Regions from separate parts of the Zea mays genome. Here regions 2 and 3 are each linked to region 1. The links are chromatin contacts, called in public Hi-C maps. All regions are on one chromosome and are shown on one strand. The core of a region is the stretch at or near the end of the contact, and the rest is flanking DNA. Distances in the headings are between cores, read along the strand shown. Region 1 holds the start of LOC109944496 (disease resistance protein Pik-1). Region 2 holds the start of LOC100274102 (Per1-like family protein). Region 3 holds the start of LOC103646334 (ABC transporter G family member 51).

Region 1 (3,708 bases), core at 576-3,075:
TGGCAGACATCGATCACCGTGACGACGACGACGACGTAACATACCATCGTAGCAGCGACCCTGTAATTAAATCACAGCCCAACAGGCCCATTTAACGGCCGAAGTTTCGTGTTCCATTGATGTATGGGCCAAAAGCCCATCTGGTCACTACCCTAGAGCCGGCGAATGCTTTTTTGTATCTATATATAAACCATGGGCCAAAACTAAGATAACAACACTTGGGCCATCCACCGCCTCCTGATTTTTATCTATACATGTATCTATATAATCCTAAAGAGCTAAAGTTTTACTATATATTTTTTTCACCATGTCTAAGTATAGCTCCATAAATATCAGGTTTTTATTTAGTTTCTCCCAATTTTTTTGTTTGTTCCAACAAAAGCAGGTTTCGCATGTTTGTTTCCCCCTATGTTATATTTTATATGAAAGTTAAATGGTAAGTGATTTCCTTCTCTATGGATCCCATCCGATTCACCAAATCAGGCTCAGAAGGTTATTTATTTAATTTTAGTTTGATATATGTAGAATATCTGGTCTTAGAAGAGAGAGGTAAAGTAGACATCCATTATTAATCCAGGTGGTTAAATAGATTTTTTTTTCCATTTTGAAAATATTTGGTTCATATTCGATGGATGGAGCGGCCACTCAAATAAAATATTCTCTCGAATACATTACGATTTACGTTAAAATTATATGTTAATGATTATTTCATAGGCCACGCTAGTAGTACTAAATCAAACCTATAGATTTAAAAACTTACGTAAGGACGAAAACTTCTTAATGTATTTCAATAAAATAGGATAACGTGTTGTCTACCACATTATGGAATTTGAACAATTTGTATCAACAACAACAATAAAGCTTTTTTACCCCCAAGCAATTGAGATAGACTAGATTTGAATCCCAATAGAAACAAGTCAAGCTTTACGAATATGGAAAAATGTTTTTCTTGCATCTCATGTCGTGGTAGTGAAATACTTTTTCCCCTCTACTGGTCGAAGAGACTGATCAGATGCTGCTGCCTAGTGCCTATACTACACTCCATCGATGAGTGCCCTGCTACATGATGGTGCACCGCCACGGAGCCTCGTCGTCGGCGCAAGGGTCTTCGACAAGGCAGTGGCCGGCGTACGGGTGGACGACGCCCGGCCCTGGGCAGTAGTAGCCGGGATGGTAGGGGTACCACTGCGGCGGCCACCCGGCCACGGGATTAGGATTACTACCACTACTGGCGGCCGCGTCGTCCTTCGTCGTCGCCTCCTTCTCGTCGCCCACCGCTTCCACCTTCACGATGTCCGCCCTGCCCGCCTTCACCTTCTTCCGCAGGCCGCTCGCCAGGCAGGTGGCGTCGACGCCGTCGCCGATCACCACGAGCTGGTGGTCCCGCTCCTCACCCTCGATCCCCACCGATTGCACTCCTGCAACCAAGACGTCACAGTCACAGACACGATCAGCTGCTGTGCCGCTCCTCGACCACGCGAGAGGCGGCTGGGCGTTCAGACACGGGTCACTGCGATCAGTAACGCAGTGCTTACCATATGTCGAGCAAGCTAGAGCCAGAGCGTTTTTACGGCACTTGTCGCAGGTCATCTGCACCTTGATCACAATCCTTTGCTGGGACCCGAATAATATCAAAAAAAAGCCCAAGAAGATGTTTCATCAGCTGGAGGGCTAGAGGCACACACACACAAAAGAGCTAGATGCCGTGGTCCATCGAAGAGACAAACTCTTCCCGGCAGAAAAAAAAAGAAGCAGAAAAAAAAACATGTTACCTTCATGTTTCTGTTGCACTCAGTTGCTTGCTAATTTGCTAATTTGGAAACTGAGTTTGTTGTGCAAAGAGAGGACGTCCCTTATCCAACCTATATACACCTAGGAAGAAGGTGCCGTGTAGTAGGCCCAACCCAAGGAACGCACACGTCGTACTTTAAAGTAATACCCAGTTGCTAAGAAGATTCCGGGCAGTTTAATTTGTCTAGAAGATCGATCTCAACCAGACTAACCAACCGATCGAGCCTTTCTACACACGCCGTGGTGTGCTAAGCTTTAGTCTAAGAATTGACGTCGAGGAAACTCTTGCGGGCTACTGCGGCACTTCTGTGAACGCGTGCCTGTGATCACACTTTCTTCAACGGAATAATAGGGCTGATCGTTGATCTCTTGGCATTTCCTTGTTTAAAATTTCTCGTGTTTGAACCTTGGCGCTTGACTACTAAAGCAACACCGATTGTCTGATTGTGTGTGTGCGTGCTGTTCTTTACAAATAGAATTAGGGCTGAGGTCGTTTCAGTTTTTTCTGGATGTTTGTTCACCAGAAATCCTATTCATCAGTCAGCCATGACGTACAGAAGGAGTTGACAGCAAGTCAACGAGGAAAGAAGAGCTTAACGCAAAGTGAAGAATTAATTATCACCTTTTTACACGTACCCATGGAGCAATTAGAACCCAAATCTACAGCACTGAGCTCTTCATTATTAATTAGTGCGCTAAGCACACTTTCTGTTTCTGTTAACGCTTATATATTAAGCACACTTTCAGAAGAAGCTGCACACCGCACAATCTGAACATGCTGACCGAGGTGTAAACCCGTTCGCTCGCTCAAAAGCGACGTAAGTACGTACATTGTATTATTCCACTTGCAACGCTAATTAAATTACTTGACCATATATATATATAGACCAGTCCTCTTGATTGCTTTATCCTGTCTTGATGGCGATTGATGGGTCAACACCAGATCCCCTGAAAGGACACACAGCGTTAGTAGCTGAGCTCTTATTACACGGCCATTTTCTAATCATATATAATCGTTGAATTTTCTAGCGAGCTGATTGATGCTGTATACCTTTCAATCTACTTGGCAACCACAACTCCACAAGCTGCTTCGTCCGGCCACTCTTTCTTTACTAGAAAGTTTCACTATATGGAAAAAAAAACGTTGTTGTCTCAGAGTAAAGCAACAGGGAAATGTGTGCACATCTGATTTCGGTTTTAGATATTTCGTAATGTAACAAATAATGGTAGAAGTCCTAAAAACGGTTTAAAATTGGTTTTCCTTAACACGCTCGGACATATTCTACACTTCCAAATGTAACATCTAGGAAATATATAGCTGCATAACACTTCCAAATGTAACATCTAGGAAATATATAGCTGCATAAAAAGACAGAGAGAAAAAACATGTGAGAAAATAGCATATAGCAATTGTACTATTTAGAAGCGTCCACGTTAATCCCTCACCAGGTCGCTCTCGATACAACCACTCATCACGCGAAGAGAAAGACATTGAAGCGGATCCCCAAGAGTTATAAGACTTCGACGAATTCGAGAATCAGGATAGTGACCTTCCCCAGTCAGCTGTGTGTGAAAGGTTTAATTACGTTGGGTACTTTTCTATTCTGTGTTCTTTGATATAAATGATGTTTATGACTCTGATATGTAATAATATTACCCACTCTTAATGATTATTCGAAGCATTGTGTGATGATGAGTCATTTATGTAATCGCTGTGTACGTGAGTTCTGATCCTGGCACGTGGTTAGTGTTCGGTCGTATGCCTTCTGAAACCAGGTGTGACAATCCCGAAACGTGAAGCTCGGATGGTCGAGTGTTGTTATGTCAGCTACTGTATGAGTGTAGTTTACGGTGCGTGGTGGTGAAAACCTTTTCCTGTGTGTCAGGTGGTACTTCGTCCTAAGTGTCGGAATGCTT
Region 2 (3,708 bases), core at 469-2,968, 390 kb after region 1:
CCTTCGGCTTATGCTCCAGTCTCATCGTTTGCGGTGCTGCCGTTGCGATTACGAGGGGAGGGTAGAGTGTGTGTTTCCTATATGTATCCGTAGCCGGGTTGGCACCACTGTTGGGCTCCCGACCCATTAGGGTTAGGGTTTATCCTGGGTCTCTATATATATGTAAATATGTAATCACTTCCTATCCAATACAACTAGGGCTTCCCTTCCATCACAACCTGGCCCAGCAAAACTCATCAAAGGTTCAGGCTTCCTTCGTGCAGTGTTTTTATCAGGCACAATGCTCAAGCCTCAAAAGCCTAGTAATGTAATGGACACAATATACAAGTCATAGGGTCAAATTCAATAAATTCAAAACTTATTGCATTCTCACAAATAGTACTCCCTCTGTCCGAAATTGTAAGTTGCTTTGGCTTTTCTAGGTACACTAGATATATGCCTGTGTACTGCACCATGGCCATAAACCTCAGTAATTGGATGCGGACGTGAGATCTGGTTTTCGTATCGAAATTGGGTAGGACGACAACACATGAGCTGTGAATGAAGGATGATTCATATCGAACACGGACACATGAGCAAGGATCAAGATTTGGTGTCACCAAGAGATGACGTCAGAGTCTTTTTAGGTGTAGAGATAGCAAGTTTAGTTCATAATATGTCATCAAATCCAAATAAGACATAATTAACCAAATTCTTATTTCCAAGTTGATGTTGTAATGTTTGCTAGGATCCTAGAACCAACTCGTTGTTACAAAATTACACACCAGGCAATCAAGTTGTTCTAGTAAAGCTCATGCCTTATTGCTTCACATCTCGTCTCATAAGACACTGATACATGTTCCACTTGGCATAGAAAGCAAGTGTTAACTTAATCAAATGACCGTTTGCCGCAGAGATTCAGCTGTGCGCGTGTGATCTATTTTGAGGGACCCTATTTCAAATTGATATATTACTATGCAGCAAACTAGCTAGCATGGGAGTAGTCATCAGCCACATTCAAACGGTAACACACTAACACATCATTATCTTTACATGTCATAAACAGACCATAGATGTTATGTCCTGTCCAAGATTTACCGGATTAACAATAACAACAGTGGGACTATGAAATCGGAAATCCTCCTACAAGAATCTAGATCAAGCAGGGTTTTGCTTCATGTCTTGAGCAACAGAAAATAATCGGTGCATAACTAATTAGTACTGCTGGAGACAAGTAGAGATTGAGGAGAGACACACAGAGATGCAGCTCACCTGTAACGCGGATCAACATCCCCGAGGCTGGCCTCGACGGAGCCGAGCACCAAACCAAACGCAAGAAGGGAAGCCAACGGAACCGCCCAGACGCTTCGACCCATCGCAGCGGACGCGGCCAGGGTCCTGTGAAATCCTAGTGAAATCAGGAAGAATACCCAGGAGGCCAGGACATATAGCGGACGGAGCAAAAGTAAGCAAATCAGGGTGCTTACTGGAAATGGCAACCCAGATCTCCACCTCTACGGCTCCACGGAGCACAATGGTTACACAATAATAGTACGAACAAAATGGATTGCGCAGGCAGGACCGGTGGCCAGCTTCCCGCGGAGCAAGGGGGCAATTGAGCGGCAAAGAAGGAAAGAGGGAATTCAATGTCGGTCGACCTCCACTCCGCGCGCCGGCCGGCCAAGGAAAGGGGAGCAGGACGAGGGAGAATCAGGATGGATCATGGATGACCTCCTGAGTACCTGACCACCAGCTCAAGAGATAGCCCCAGCTCTGCCCCCGAGTCCCGACGAGGCGGCGCGCAGCCGCTGACTGCTCACTGCTGACCAGGCGACCAGGGGTGCGAGATCGCCTGCTCGACTGTACGTGGGCTGGGCCGCCGGAGTAGACTGGCTGTGACAACGATGGGGCCCCGCCGTCTCGTTTCAGCCTAGTCCAAACCTCCTTCAACCGGGAAAAGAATCCATAAACTGCTACATGGAACGACCATAAACTGCTACATGAATTGATAAACGGAATAATGGTTAGAAATAAAAACTACAGCTCTCTCGAAGCAAGATGCACAAGGTTATCCCTGTAGTGATTTCATTTAACCTTTATCTTCATTAGATATCCCATCATATTAACAAGTATGATGACACGAAGATTCATAAGGAGAGAGAGAAAGAGAGTTTATAGAAGGTGATAGAGTTTTTTATATGAAACTTATGATGTATAGTTTTATAGACAAAAAAATGATGTGACGTTTTTGAAACGGTTCAATAAAAGTCTGCACCAATGGGAAGAATAGTATAATAGAGACAAGTAATTTATTATAAGTTAAATTGTAAAAGTCAAATTATTCAATAAATGTTTTCTAGTATTTTTTTAAAAAAAATATGTAGCACTAAAGTTTGCCCATTTCGTTGACGTTTTTTATCCAAACATCAATGATCTCTATATCGCGCTCTCGAAGAATGAGATCTTGGGGACCTCTCTGCGAGGAGCCAGACGATTCGTGATAGGTCACCAGACGATCCGCGGTTGAACACCAGTTCGTCCGTCGTGGAGCAGATAACTACACTCTTCTTTGTAGGTACACGGACCGTCTGCATGTAGACGGCGGACCGTTCGGGATGGCGCAGAGGGCTTCATGTATAACCTAGATCTCGCCTTCCAATAGAGACCCTATAGAAGAGGAACAGTTTCCCATAGGTCATTACGATAACCATGCAAGAGTTAAGAACTCCAGCCTAAATTAATCTAATCGCGGACTGTTCGGGCTACTCTTACAGACTGACCGGGCCACAACGTCGGATTGTCCGATCGTCCATGTGCCAAATTCCTTCCTTTATATTCTCATCCGCTCTCGGGTTACGATGTCCTATGCGCCACCCTGCGGTTGGACCGTTACAGAGTGGACGGTTGACGCCGACCCGTTAGTGATAGGGTAGGTGATGCGGACATCAACACCAACACGAGCACATCTACACCAGCAGCACCTTCTCTAGCCCAGGCGCCACCCCTTCCACCTGGGCCAGTGACTCGGGCCCGTGCAAGAGAATTGAACTACATCATGTTGTTAAAGAACGAAGGCCCGGAAGAATAGACGACCAGCCCAATTGCGGCCCATAATGGACGACCTAGGGTTGGCCGCCCCTAGGGGCTGCGCCCCCTCTCTATTTATTCAGGAGCTGCGCCTCCTTTATTTTCGGAGTTTTGTTTTACGTTAGCCTTAGCTACTCTCGAACACGCGCAAATCTGCGCTGTCTTCGTGTATTCAGAACTCCACCCTCGAGTAATAGATTAGATTGCTCGCATCTTGTTCTTGTTCGTTCTTCGATTGCGCACAGGAAACGATCTTCGTGATCAGGCCGATCTCGCATCAGCAAGGTCGGTAACCACAGGGAGTTGGTTCAGCGATTGCATTGGCGCCTCGGGCTTGCTCGTCGTAGTCGGATCGCAAGGGCCATCTTCCGCCAAATCGGAATTATCTCTACTCGCCGAAAGATCGGGCACCTCAGCTACATCAATTGGTATCAGATTTCCAGGTTGATCGGTGAGTTTATCGAGCGTTTTTTTTCCTACAGTCCACAAAACCACATAAAAATTCAGGTTAGATCTTATCCCAGCACCCTTTTGAGCCTCGCACTTTCTTTCAATAATCTGCATTGTTGAATTTGTGTGCTTTCGCGTTTCCTTGTTGCTGGTTGCATTGTGTTCTTCCACCATTCAAATCCTAGCGCCGCC
Region 3 (3,708 bases), core at 857-3,356, 280 kb after region 1:
TTCTCCAATATGGTTGTCTGTCTGGCTGACATACGCAGAAGTCCTTTGTACAAAGAATTCAGTAAGCGAAGTTCCGTTGTAGGTTACTTGTCCAGTTTTCTGTCAGAATATGACAAGGAAAAATGATATGGCAAGAATGATACAGAACATAGTAATGGAATAGATTAGGCAAGTTGGTTTGATTATGTGAGAGAATAAAAAAGAAAACTCCCCAGAAAAACCAATTCACAGACAAAAATGTCAAGGTCACCTTTAGCTGAGGATCCAGTTTACCAGCAAGGGCCAACAAGAGCGTCGATTTCCCAGATGATGGTGGCCCCAGCAACAGTGTCATTCTTTCTCCACACAAAACAAAACAAAACAAAACAAGAAAACAACATCAGCAGTTATTACCTATTACAAATTCCACACTACTAGCTAGTAAATGAGTGCTTGCAATCCTTCACTAAAGGATTATGAAGTGAATTATTTTCTGGCGCGCGCGTGTGTGGATATAAATTTAAGTTATTCGGAGTGTGTGAGATGAGTTTGCGTTCATGCAGAGCCCCGCGCAGTAACAAGTATCGTTTCTCACCTCCCAGGCTGTAGAAGCCCACTAACATCATCCAGAATAGTGAGCTTGGTCTTCTTAGGACGTAAAAGATGGCAGCAAATTAAAAGCCTCTGCACGAGGATAGAAGGTACTACGTATTAGCAACCGGTCGCAGCTGGTGTAATAATAATAACATTAAAAAAGGGTACACAGTTGTCATGTATAAACTAAAACTGTGAGCATGTCAAAATTGCTAGTTGCATCTGTCAGCCGTAACTGCACACGTGACGAGATTTAAGTACCCATAGCGTGCAAAGGGAAACTGGCAACAACGCGTCACAGGACTATTGCTGATCAAAGGTCGTCCTGACGTGGACAGTCTAATCACACGATGGCATTGGCATGAAGCAGTCGCTATCCGAGCAAGCAAATTAAAATCATGAGAAGATCCGCGCTTTGCCCTACCCAGCACGTAAAAAAGAAAAGAAAAAGACGAATCATATCCTCCATATATACCTCGGCAATGTCATGGACGTAGTTGAGGAGCGTTGGCAACGCCCGGCGGCCGTAGTGGACCTCCGTGGACACCGTCAGGTTGCGGAACCTCACCTCCACCCGTGGCACGTCCAGTCCCGCCCTTCACGACCAAATAAGCATGCAGTAATTATTGGGATCCACACCATATATATATTCAGTAAATACGCACGCAAATAGTAGTAGTAGGCAAATCATAGAAACTAGTAATAATCGATCAATGGGGTTTAGCATAGGCGACAGGATCAAAGTAAAAAAAAACAAAAATTGAAGATCGAAGGAGGACGAGGAGGAGGCAGGAGATCTGCTGCATTACGCACGCGTCAAGGCGGTCCCTGATGCCGCGGAGGAGTTTCGCGTTATCGCAGTCGGCGGTGGCCAGCGCCCTCTGGAGCACGCGCTGGGCGCCGCGGCGGTCGAGCCTCCGCACGTCCATGACCTCCTCCTTCTTCTGTGATGCACTGCCGGGGTCGAGGGCGACGATCGCGAGGTTGCGCCGCTGAGGGGAGGCGACCTGCTCGATGGTCGCCCAGAGCCGGTCGGCCGCCTCGTCGTCGTTGGCGTCCTCCTCCACATTGACATCCAACGCCACGTGGGGTTGGACGGCGCCGCTCGCCGCCATCGCCTCCGCCTCCGCCTCCGCCCCCGCCCCCGCCCCTGCGCGTCCGCCGCCTTGATCTGGCCTGGTCTGGAAGTGCAGTATACTAATTAAGTCTCTGCGACTAGACGTTATGTAGGTATAGGTTGGCCTCTCCCTCTGCCTCCGCCGTGATCTAATCTGGAGGTGCAGCGATGAGTCTCTGTCTCTTACGACAACTAGATACGTATGTATAGAGGTTGCAAGAACTACTAATAGAAGAGGAAAACAAAACGCGCACGGTTCTCCCCTGAGGGGGGAAGTGTACTCCTATATGGGATGAGAGTCGGAGAGGCGCGGCGGCAATGTGATCGGATCGGGCGCGTCTCTCTCTGGGATGTGAACGATGAGCACCAGAGTAGTAAGAAACTAACCCAATTTCCCACAAAAACACTGGGAAGGTACTGCTGGCGGTGGAGCCGTGGAGGCGCGAGGTCGCTGCCTCGCATGCATGCTACTATTAGCCTATTAATTAGCTCCACCACCACAGAGACGAGGCGGCGGCGGCGGCGGCTGTTGGGACAGCTACGTACCGTACGCGCCCGAGATCGACGGTAGTCCTGCGCGCCACCGGTACGCGTTGTAATCCAACAAGTTGCATTGGAGGTACGGATCTGTTTGGATTTCTGTCTAGGGCGGCTAGGGCCACAACATCGTTGTGGGCCTAGGAAATCAAACCGTCTCTTCGTTCCAAAAAAAAAAATTGTTCAATAGGACTTTTAGGCTCTATTTGGCGTAGTTTAACTTCATCAACTTTAACTAGGTGAGTATCCATACGTTGCAATGGAAACATATAATACATCATGTTCGAAGACACTCGCACAACGTCAGCAACAGCCGTCGTCACAGCGTACAAGAATTTATGCCCGGTCAAGAGCGACTTACGTGGCAGGTTGGGCTTCAAGTGGACGATGAGCTGGACAGTGTGATGGCGTCGTCGTCGGATGCGATGCCCAGAACAACCCGAGAGTCGCCGACGTTGGCGACGGCCATGAGGTCCCCCTGCTTGATGATCGACAGCGCGATGCAGCCGCTCTGGACCGTATCCAAGGGGGCGGCTGTGCCAGAGCTTGTCGTGCACAGCGGCGCATGCGGTCACGTAGGACTACTTTCAGAGGTCGAACTGGTAGTCGTCATGCTTCTTCTCATCGTCGATGAACGACACCAACGTGAGCGCCTCCTGCTGGTGGTGTTTGTTCGAGGTTTCCAAGTAAGAAACATGGATTCATCCTTGTCATTGATTTATGAAAATGACTCACAAATCGGATCCATGGAAAAAAATATATTATGGAGAATAAATGTCATGCATGCAAAAAAGGTAATTTAAGTTAAAAACATTATTCAAACAAAAAAATGCATGTAAGGTCCTTTTTAAATACTCCTCCCTTCATCCAAAATATAATTCAATAATCTCGTTGATACTTATCTACTACTACGCATTGTGCAAGAGTAGCAGGTGGGCTTGAGGAGAGATGTAGTAGATGTTTTCCTGTTATAGTCTCATAGATGTGACATAAACACACATGTGGTGTAGCGATAGCTATTACTCGCATTTGCCTGAGGGGTCGCGGGTTCTAATCCGATTCCCTTAGACTATTTGTGTTTTAAATTTTAGGTAGACGTGGGTTGTACGGGAAAATGGGAATTTGAATGGGCTTTGAGTGGAAGGGGAATAGAAAAGACGAAAATGAGAATAGCAGAACAATGAATGCGGGTTCTAATCTGATTCCCTTAGGCTAATTGGTTTTCATGGTGTGTTAAGTATGAGAGCAATTTATTTGGTGGATGTAGTGAAGATTATGGGTGTATAGGTTATTTGGTTGGATGAGTTTACAAAATTTAAACTGGTGAGTTATATAATGGTATAGATAGATATTAAATATTGAATCCCTATTAATTTTGGGACCATGGCCGTCGCCTCCGTGGCATGGCCTCAGCCCTCAGGGGTCGGCCCTGACAATTTCAATGGAGACCGACCACCATAAGGTTTTTGTCCTTTCTTTTT

The links. Hi-C and Micro-C count contacts between places; a contact is called where the count stands out from the background.
Region 2: a Hi-C map of leaf shows a contact between it and region 1, with 4 times the contacts expected there. The contact joins the promoter of LOC100274102 here to the promoter of LOC109944496 in region 1. A contact is called at or near these places in 4 of 25 Hi-C or Micro-C datasets (ear, leaf and tassel).
Region 3: a contact with region 1 is called in a Hi-C map of leaf, with 6 times the contacts expected there. The contact joins the promoter of LOC103646334 here to the promoter of LOC109944496 in region 1. A contact is called at or near these places in 11 of 25 Hi-C or Micro-C datasets (bundle sheath, ear, endosperm and 5 more).

Annotation. Positions count from the first base shown.
Region 1 is chr2:41,644,481-41,648,188 of Zm-B73-REFERENCE-NAM-5.0, reverse strand. It overlaps LOC109944496 (disease resistance protein Pik-1), which reads right to left and starts at 1,825. Exons shown (of 3, transcript XM_020549280.1): 1 at 1,773-1,825; 2 at 1,536-1,614; 3 at 924-1,418. The coding sequence starts at 1,778. The coding sequence ends at 1,060.
Region 2 is chr2:41,250,322-41,254,029 of Zm-B73-REFERENCE-NAM-5.0, reverse strand. LOC100274102 (Per1-like family protein) reads right to left here and starts at 1,718. Exons shown (of 6, transcript NM_001148481.1): 1 at 1,467-1,718; 2 at 1,252-1,377. The coding sequence starts at 1,355.
Region 3 is chr2:41,368,249-41,371,956 of Zm-B73-REFERENCE-NAM-5.0, reverse strand. It overlaps LOC103646334 (ABC transporter G family member 51), which reads right to left and starts at 2,106. Exons shown (of 24, transcript XM_008671066.3): 1 at 1,387-2,106; 2 at 1,049-1,169; 3 at 575-663; 4 at 251-335; 5 at 1-99. The coding sequence starts at 1,688.